Regions from separate parts of the Zea mays genome. Here region 2 is linked to region 1. A link is a contact called in public Hi-C data. All regions are on one chromosome and are shown on one strand. The core of a region is the stretch at or near the end of the contact, and the rest is flanking DNA. Distances in the headings are between cores, read along the strand shown. Region 1 holds the start of LOC100276540. Region 2 holds the start of LOC103650771.

What was found. A called contact is a pair of places that touch in the nucleus more often than the background predicts.
Region 2: a contact with region 1 is called in a Hi-C map of ear, with 2.4 times the contacts expected there. The contact joins the promoter of LOC103650771 here to the promoter of LOC100276540 in region 1. A contact is called at or near these places in 2 of 25 Hi-C or Micro-C datasets (ear and leaf).

The regions. Positions count from the first base shown.
Region 1 is chr3:153,813,418-153,818,634 of Zm-B73-REFERENCE-NAM-5.0, reverse strand. It overlaps LOC100276540, which reads right to left and starts at 1,330. Exons shown (of 8, transcript NM_001371573.1): 1 at 1,147-1,330; 2 at 560-620; 3 at 1-39. The coding sequence starts at 1,269.
Region 2 is chr3:154,617,133-154,621,846 of Zm-B73-REFERENCE-NAM-5.0, reverse strand. It overlaps LOC103650771, which reads right to left and starts at 2,069. Exons shown (of 1, transcript XM_008676344.4): 1 at 1-2,069. It overlaps LOC100273469 (Glycerol-3-phosphate dehydrogenase [NAD(+)] GPDHC1 cytosolic), which reads left to right and starts at 1,745. Exons shown (of 6, transcript NM_001147906.1): 1 at 1,745-1,848; 2 at 1,989-2,891; 3 at 4,637-4,714. The coding sequence starts at 2,249.

The DNA of each region.
Region 1 (5,217 bases), core at 81-2,580:
CAAGAGGGGGATCACTCTCATAGTCTAACTGCATATCAACTGGAAATTTGTACAGATTCCTGAGTAACATAGCAACTCATAAGGTAGCGTGAATACAGAATGCCAAGAATAACAACTGTATAACTTTGGGAACTACTTCAAAAGTTAGTTCTTGCAGGAACATTAAAGTTGGAATTTGCGAAAGGGCCTCTAGCCTAGTGGTTAAGGACTTCCGAGTAGCACCTCCAAGTCCTGGGTTCGATTCCCCTCGGGAGCGAATTTTCAGGCTTGGTTAAAAAAATCCCCTCGCTGTGCCCCATCCGCTCTCGGGTTACGATGTCTTGTGCGCCATCCTCCGGTTGGGCCGTTGCAGAGTGGACAGTTGACGCCGGCCTGTTAGTGATGGGGGGCCTGAGTTCGGAGATTTTCTCGGCCGGGACCATTGTTTTCGGTCTCTTCTTAATATAATACCGGGAAGGCGGTCCCCGGCCGAGTTTTTAAAGTTGGAATTTTCTATTGCAGAACACTGACAGTAAAAAGAGTAGCAAAAAAAGTATACCTATTGGGTAAATGGTTATACCTGTGGTTGATACCGAACGACCTTTGAACCAAAGCGAACAAAATGTGTCTCTTTTCCCATTCTAGCAAATGACATCACAGGGAAGAAAGATTATCAGCAATTTGCGCAGATCTCTTGAAATATGAGCAAGTAGGCATTGTGAACTCGATACTTCACTTATGAAGGTATTAAAGCCAGTGAGAACGAAACAGTAAAGCAGCACATACACCATTTGAAACCAAAAGCCACAGTTCTCCCCTAGTGGGAAAAGGCTGACGTGGGAATAGCACTATTGTACAGCATTACAGCCCATAATGCATATTTCTCCGAATCTCACTCTTCTATGTTTTAGTAGCTTGTGCACATGAGCAGGAGCCAGCAAAGCAGAACTTGTACGCTCATGGTCAAACCGTTGCAGATATCAGCTGTTTCAGCCAATCTAACCCAACAAAGGTCAAGGGCAGTTTAACAACATTAACTAGCAAAGAGGACTTACCAGTCCGACTGAAAATCCTCTATTGCAAAAGGAAGTTACAGTCCCTAGCACACGGCAACAAGCCACGAGCCCGCGATCGAGGGAGCGGCAGCGAGATACGCGGTCATCATACCTGAAGAGGGGAGCGGCGGAGAGGAGAGGTCGCGGACGCTGAGGGGCTACTGCAGTCCGTGCGCGAGAGCTGGGCGCCGGCTCGCCGGAGGAGAGCGGAGGAAGAGGAGAGGATCCCTCGCATGGCGGCGGGCGGGCAGCGGCGGAGCGGTGGGCCGCGCGCGCGCTCGAGTGGTGTGGTGGATGGGTGGGCCCACGTCACCGAGTCTTCTCTACGTAGCGAGGCATGCGTGGGTCGGTCCAATTCAGAATGGCGGGCCCGTGGCAAACCATGAACAGGCCAAAAGTGGCCCGTGCCCCCAATTCGTTTTTTCAGCGAATTCATGTTTGGTTCACTACCTCAGTTGCCACACTCTGCCTAACTTTTCTGCCTAAGGTTAGTTATTCAATTCAAACGACTAACCTTAGGCAAAGTGGGGCACATTTAGCCACAAACCAAACAGGCCCTATATCTCCCTATTCTATCATTTATCTCCTCAAACTCTAGAAAGACACCTAAACTCCTGAACTCTCAAATTTATTTAAATTATCTACATACCATGCATTGGAGACAAGACCTCGGGCTCAAAATGACAAAATCAATGTTTAGATGGTTTTTCAGATCAAGAATGCTAATGCAGTCCAAAGAAAATCCATTATTGACCATTGAACGTTATTTGAAAAGATTCGGAACATGCAAATGAGTAAAGGTGCGTGGAGCCAAATGTATTAGAGCATCTCTAAATGACTTTTTATTTTTGACTCTCTATTTGACTCTTTATTTGTCACTCTATAAAGATTAAACTCTAAATATAACATATCATTTCAACATACTCTCCAATATATAAGTTAGCTTGGCTAGCGAGATTTGCTAGACAAATTTGGCTAGTGAAGAAGTCAATTTAGAGAGCCGGATAGCTTGTCAAGTTAAATGGCTAGCCTGTTGGAGAGCTATTTTGTTATTAAGTAGCTAAAATTTAGCTTGACAAGCTATTTAGCTAGTCTTTTGGAGATGCTCTAAGGCTTCGGTTTCGATAAGGACTGGCTTCGGCAGGAGGTGTAGAAAGGGGGACTTCAGAGAAGAGGAGATAGAATAGGCATCTATGAAGAGAGAACATGTGTGGCAGGCATGAAAAGACATAATTGTTGTAACACCCGTCTGTTGGTCACTCGTTCTCAAATGCTATGAATCAAGAACAAGACAACACAATCGTTAAGGATTAAGGATCTTCGTCTTCCGAAACATTATCTCCTCATGGAGATAATACTCATCAGCCGAAGATCACGAAAGACAAGCATTCATTATTTAATATATGAATGGAAATGTGAAAGGATAAAGATGAAGACTGAATCTTCATTAATTTATTTGTATTTATGTTCCATAAAATATAAATGAATATTCACTAGTATTGATATTACATTGATACCTTCGGCTTGCTCGAAGGCGAGAATGCGGGAGTGATTACAACCCAACGTGAACAGTACGGTGTTACTGTTCATCTATTTATAGGCACGGGACGCAGCCCGAGCATAAGTACATTTATGTCCTCAACATTTACACATGACCGTAATACAAGTTATTAAGGGTTAAGTAGTCTTTTCCTCTTTCGATCATCATCATTACTCATCATCTTCATTACGAGCCGAAGTTGTCCATCTGGTGATAACTTCGGCGTTTTACTCTTATCCTCTTTGGACCTGTCTTCATATTGCGTGCCTTCGTCATAAGGGAGAAGCTTGTATCTTGAAGACGAGGTTTCCTGTAATAGCTTATACTGAAAACAAATAGTTAATTATGTTTTTGAGGACCTTCGGAAGGAGAAGGCCCCCAACACCGCCTACTACTGCAACGGCGGTATTTACTCCTGGCAGCCTTCTAGAACCATACATCATCTCTAAATATCAACACAGAGAATTTTGTGCGCACTTTTTTCTCACTAATGCACACCCGATAAGACTTTTCGGTCGGTCACCCATCCCAAGATTGCTCTAGGCCAAACACGCTTAACCCAGACGTTCTTTCGAGACATGCTTACGAAAAATAAGATGTACCTTGTTAGTATGAGTACTCTATTAATTCTATTAAGCCTTGGGCCAGGATATCACCATCCACTGGGCTAGGATATCACAGTCCACCCCCCTTAGAAGACTGGCGTCCTCGTCGATCAATCCTAAGCCAGGAACCTCCGCTCTTGGCCACGTCTATATGTCTAGTGTCGTCATATGTCATGCCATGTGACCACTTTGGGCCCACATGTGTCATGTGCCTTATACTCGAACCCATAGCCCACACACACCCGTGAAACTGCGAGGGTCGACTATGATGCCATTTGTAACACCTCATCCACTTCTGGACCGACGGTACTTACTTCTAGCAACCCTCTAGGACCATAGACCATCCCCACACACCAACATGAGTCTTTTGTGCACCCTTTGTCCTCACTCATGTGTGCCTAAGAAGACTTTCTGGTTGGTCACCCATCCTAAGATTGCTTTAGGCCAAGCACGCTTAACCCAATGTTCTTTCAAGACATGCTTCCAAAAAAATAAGATACACCTTGTTAGTATGAGTACTCTATTAATTCTATTAAGTCTTGGGCCAGGATATCACAATCCACCCCCCTAGAAGATCGACGTCCTCGTCGGTCAACCCCAAGCCTGGAACCTCCGCTCTTGGCCACATCTATATTTCTAATGTCGCCATATGTCAATGCCATGTGACTACTCCGGGCCCACATGTGTGGGGGACAGATATCCCCGGGTCCACCAGAAGGATAAAAGACCTCACGAAAGGCCCGTGGGCCCAATAATTCACGAGATCATCCCTTCGTGGGCCTGGGAAAGAACGCCTAGTGAAGTGGATCGACACAAGATCAGATCGACGCAAGCCCAGACGGCCCGACGAATTCGAGCGGTGATCACAACAGTGACCCGACCTTCCCGCGTAGGAGCCCCGTACATCGGAACCGAGCGAGGATGGGTCGGCTGAATTATAGGAAGATAGACTCAGTCAGTTCACTATTACTTAAGCACACGTTGTTATCATATCCACATGTAATGCCCCACGGTCGAGTATATAAGGCCTAGGGGACACCCCTTCAAAGACATCTACCTCATTTACTTAGCCACCCACACCGGCTCTCTACGTTTCCAATACTAGAGAACCTCCTTGTAACCCACCACATAAAGAGCTCACGCTAGGACGTAGGGTGTTACGCATCTCTGTCACACCCGGTTTCAGAAGGCAAACCGAATGCGAACTATGTACGTGCCAGGATCAGAATTCACGTACACAGCGATTACATAAATGAACATCATCGCACAGTGCTCGAATAATAACATAAAAGAGTATTAACTTATTACATCACAGAGTCATAGACATTCACATAGTCATCAACTTAACTGATAAATCAAAGTGCTAAGCGAAACGCAGTAAAGATAAGGCCTTCACAGGCAGCTGACTGGGGGTTCGCCGCCAACCCACACCTAGAACTCGTCGTAGTCTTGGAACTCCTGGAAGTCTCCTTCCACGGCCTCGTCTTCTCCTGAGCAGTGGTTGCAATGTGGACAACCTGGTGTTTTGTGGTAAAGCAAGGATGAGTACACATCAACGTACTCAGCAAATGCCCCGTTTGGCTGAAGTGGACTAGCTTTTATGTGGGGTTAGGCTCAAGCAGTTGCTTTTAGTGGTCAGGTATTTATTGTTAGTAGAAGCCAGATTTTATCATAAAACCCAAGTTATAATCCCAAAAAGTACCTCCTCGGAGAGGAAATACTAGAATACATAATTAAAGTCACCATCATTAACCATCGTCATTAAAGTTATCATCTGAGGTGTATCCGGAGTATCTCTAATCAAAGAGGATCCCAAGGCTGCTCTTAACCGTGAGCACGGCTGATATATCAGTTTCTAATCCTCTGCAGAGGTCGCACACTTTACCCATGAGTCGTGATTCCCTTTCTGCCCGGGGAGAGCTAATCCCCATTGATCACTTCCTAGGTGGTCCGGCAGGGTATCACTACATAGCTGTTACAAAGATTCCCTAGAGGTCATAGCTGCCCGTTAGGTTTCTCCAGTTTGATAAACACGTAC
Region 2 (4,714 bases), core at 820-3,319, 800 kb before region 1:
AAGTATTGTGTCGGATCGAGATCGAATCTTCACAAGTCAATTCTGGCAGCAGCTGTTTACATTGACTAGAACACAGCTTTGCATGAGCTCGGCTTACCATCCCCAGTCTGATGGTCAAACTGAGCGAGTAAACCAATGTATTGAAACTTATCTCAGGTGTTTTGTCCATGCTTGTCCCAAGAAATGCTGTCACTGGCTGTCAGTCGCGGAATTTTGGTATAACACCAACTACCATTCGGCAATTGGGCGTTCACCCTTTGAGGTTCTATATGGTCATGCAGCTCGCCATTTTGGTATTGATTCAGTCTCGTCCGTCGCAGTGGAGGACCTCAGACAGTGGTTGACGGACAGAGAAATCATATCCAAGTTGATTCACCAGCATTTGACTCGAGCTCAGTCCCGCATGAAAAAACAGGCTGACAAGAAACGTTCGGAGCGATCATTCCAGGTGGGCGATCAGGTTTACCTCAAACTTCAACCCTAGTTTACCTCAAACTTCAACCCTATATTCAATCATCTGTGGCAGTTCGCTCGAATCAAAAGCTCGCATTTCGATTCTTCGGCCCTTACACAGTGCTGCAACGGGTGGGCACCGTGGCGTACAAGCTTCAGTTACCGGAGACCTCTTCTATACATCCAATATTTCATGTTTCCCAACTAAAAGCTTCAATCGGCCGTCAGCATTCAGTGGTTCCTCAGTTACCTGATGCTAATCCTAGTTTTCAAGTGCCTGTCCAGGTTCTGGCTCACCGCATTATTCAGCGAGGAGGAGCTCTGATTCCACAAATCAAAGTGGTGTGGTCAGGTTGGGATCCCGCCTTAGCGATATGGGAGGACGCTGAGGCCCTGAAAGCTGCGTTTCCGAACGCGCCGGCTTGGGGACAAGCCGCTTCCAAAGGAGAGGGGACTGTCAGCACCTCTGTGGAGGAGGAGGCTGTGGAAGAGACGGAAGTGGAACAGGCAGCACTCGGCGGCAAACGCACTCGACGCACCAACGTTTGTGTGATGAGCCCAGAATGGGCTGTGTAATCCTAGTCTCTTGTAATTCAGGGCCAGCCCATGTGACGGTATAATACCTAGTCTGTGGTTTCTGAAGAGGCATGCAAAACTTAAACAAACTCATACGCAATAACATCCGTCGCCTTCTGCCTCCTGTTCACTGTTCTTCTCTAATCTCTGATTCTTCTTCCACTTCTGATCTCTGAGCATAACAGTAGGCCGTTCGAGTTGCGACCATACAGGCTCGCGGAAAATCGTGGACAGCGATACTTGCGGATGTTGCTCGCCTGTCCCAGTCCTGCATGTGCACGTATGTGCCAGTGTCAACGAAGACAGCGATCAACTCGATCTGTTGCCTGTTTCGTGATAGCATCCCCCATATCCCTCCCCATCGAGTACTCATCCCCCATCTCTGTCGTCGTCGCTGGCGCATCGGTGTCGATCGCAGCAGTTCGCTTCATCACTCAAAAATCCATCTTCGTCAATAACCAGTTCGGGAAGCTGCGAGCGAAGCACTGAAGCAGATGCTTGTCTTGTCTTGTCCCGGCCCTCTCATCCTCCTCCCCCACTCCACTACGGCACTCCCGGCCCTCGCTCGCTTGCTCATTAATGGCGGGCACTGCATGGTTGGCGCCATCCATGCCCATTAACGCCTCCACCCACCTCCGGGCCGCCCCCGCCCCCATCTACTTTTATTCACGCCGATCGGGCACTTGCTTCCAATACAGCGCCGGCCGGGCCGTTGCGTCCGTCCATCCTCATCCCCATCCGCCACCCACCCCGCGCCCCTCCTTCTCACTCCAGTGCTGGCTGCCGGCCAGCTCCGCCCCCGGGGTCCTTGAGCTGGAGGTGGGTGGCGACGTAAAGGCGGCCGCTTGCTTTGCCACCGCCGGCGCTCGTCATCTCCTTACTTATTCATCCCTGCGGCCCTGCTACACATCGGTGCCGTGCCGCGCTTGATTCCGTCCTGTCCTGTGCTTGAATTGTAGGTGGCGGTGGATGACCAGCTCTCGGAGTTTTCTGAGGCGAGGATCGGAGGGCGTTGCGTTAGGTCCGCGGTTGGTGAGCGGCGGTCGGAGCGGTCTCGCGCGCGGCGGGGTCGTTCGATGACGCAGGAATCGCGCTCTGGGAGGGTGGGAATACCTCGCGCTCGCGCTCAAGGTGCTCGATTAATTTACTGCCTGAGGCTGAGGGGGGGCGCGCCTGTGAGCTGAACCGTTCCCGCTGCACTGACTCCTGAGCTCGGGAAATGGTTGGGAGCGTGCACGTCAATGGATCGGTCCACGGCGGCAATGGCACGGCCACGGAGGAGCGGCTGGACGAGCTGCGCCGGCTGCTCGGCAAGTCGGAGGGGGACCTTCTCAAGATCGTCAGCGTCGGCGCCGGCGCGTGGGGCAGCGTCTTCGCCGCGCTACTACAGGACGCGTACGGCCATTTCCGGGACAAGGTGCAGATAAGGATCTGGCGTCGCCCGGGCCGGACGGTGGACCGCTCCACCGCGGAGCACCTGTTCGAGGTGATCAACTCCAGGGAGGACGTGCTCAGGCGCCTCATCCGCCGCTGCGCCTACCTCAAGTACGTCGAGGCGCGGCTCGGAGACCGCACGCTGTATGCCGACGAGATACTCAAGGACGGCTTCTGCCTGAACATGATCGAGACGCCGCTCTGCCCTCTCAAGGTCGTCACTAACCTGCAGGAGGCCGTCTGGGATGCCGACATCGTCGTGAATGGGGTGCCGTCCACCGAGACGAGGGAGGTGTTTGATGAGATCAGCGAGTATTGGAAGGAGAGGATTAGTGTCCCGGTGATAATTTCCCTCGCCAAGGGAATTGAGGCCTCGTTGGATCCAATACCTCGTATCATTACACCTACTCAAATGATTAGCTCTGCAAGTAAGAATCTCTCTTGTCTCTGCCTGCGTATTTTAAACTCAATCACCACAAGTTTCCTTGAGGAAGCTGAATGGTATTGGTTGCAAGAAAAATATTATGATTCGTGGCATGCATGATAAGCTGCTTGATCAAGGTCATGATTAAGATCATGTTTGAATGCACTAGAGCTAATAGTTATCTACTAAAATTAGCTAAAGATATTCAAACAGTCTAGCTAATAGATTAACTATTAGCTACTTTTAGCAATTAGCTAATAGTTAGCTAGCTAATTCCACTAGCAATTTTTTAGCCAACTAACAATTAACTCTAATGCATTCAAACACCCCCTCAATAGTAGAATTCTCGATCAGTTTACAACAAATCTATCATGTGGAAAGCTCATTTGTGTTTTGCAAGATCTCTGACAAACGAACCTGATGTCTATAGTCCAAGCTAACAATTCCAGTATGTTACCTGCCACATTGTCCATTTATAAGAGACAGCATGAGCCCATCTATTGCTTGTCTGTTATAATATAACTAGATAGTAATTTGCACAATTAATGCCATTAGCTGCTGAACACAGTTAGTTTGTGGATATGCATTCACCAACAATCCGTTCGCTCCATAATAGTATCAATTTCCCCTTCCATTTGAAGACTGCACTGAATTCCGATTCATGTGTTTAGCTGTCTATTCCAATTCTCTATTTACCATATGTTTTATGTATACTGGAAGTGAAACACACCAAAGATGTAAATTTATGGCATGCTCATCAGTGGCGGATCCAGGATTGGATCAAAGGAGGGGCTATAAGTTAAAGCATGTTTGGAAGAGCCACCAGCGGCCATTTTGGGGGTGAGTACCACGACGACGTTCTCGCAGGCCTGATGTACTAGCGTGCTGCAGCAGGCCTGCCATGGTGCTGCTTGCAGCAGGGGCGAAGCCAGGATCCAAAATTAGGGGGACCAAATTAGATTAGGGAGGCTGTTAGAAGCATTTTTTGCACTATTTACATGAGAATTAGCTAAAAAACTAACATGTCCTATAGAATTAGGGAAGTATTAGACAGGACATTGCTCCCCTGTCCCTCTAGCTTGTAGCCTGCCTCTTGCGTTGCGCACATGCGCGCTGCTAATTGTTAGATGTGCATTGGCCGTGCGCGCTAGCTCATGACTGTGTCCTGTGTGGTGGTGTGGATTTGCACTGCTGAAGCATGGACGGGTCCAGCGTGGATGCGCGCGCTACCACCTTGCGTGCTGGTGGCACGGATGGAGGCCAAATATATGTGTTGAATGACACGATCAGAAAGAAGGTTGTTGCCTATCTTAGTTAACCATTATAGTCTGCATTTATGTTATAATATACTCTTACGTTCCAAAATAGTTGTCCTTTTAGCTCTTGATTTTTATGTCTATATTCAAATGAATGATGATGAATCTAAACACATATATAAAACACATGCATCACTCAAAAATTATATAAACCTACTAATTCTCTAAAACGATGACTACTATTTTAAGATAGATGAAATATGTATTAATAGGTGTCATAGGGGCGACCGGGGCTGCAGCCCCGGCAGCCCCCTCCTAGATCCGCCCCTGATGCTCATGACATGGTGCTTATCTTCAATGCCCTGATGGAAGGAATGGCCTTGTTCTTGAAATGCATCTGGTTGAAACGTATAAACAGTTTTTTTCTGCTTAATGCTTGGCCTGCTTATTTGAGATCAGCAGTACAGACTGATTTTTAAGGAATGCATTGCAGCTGGAGTTCCAACTGAAAATATACTCTATCTTGGAGGACCAAACATCGCCTCGGAAATTTATAACAAAGAATATGCAA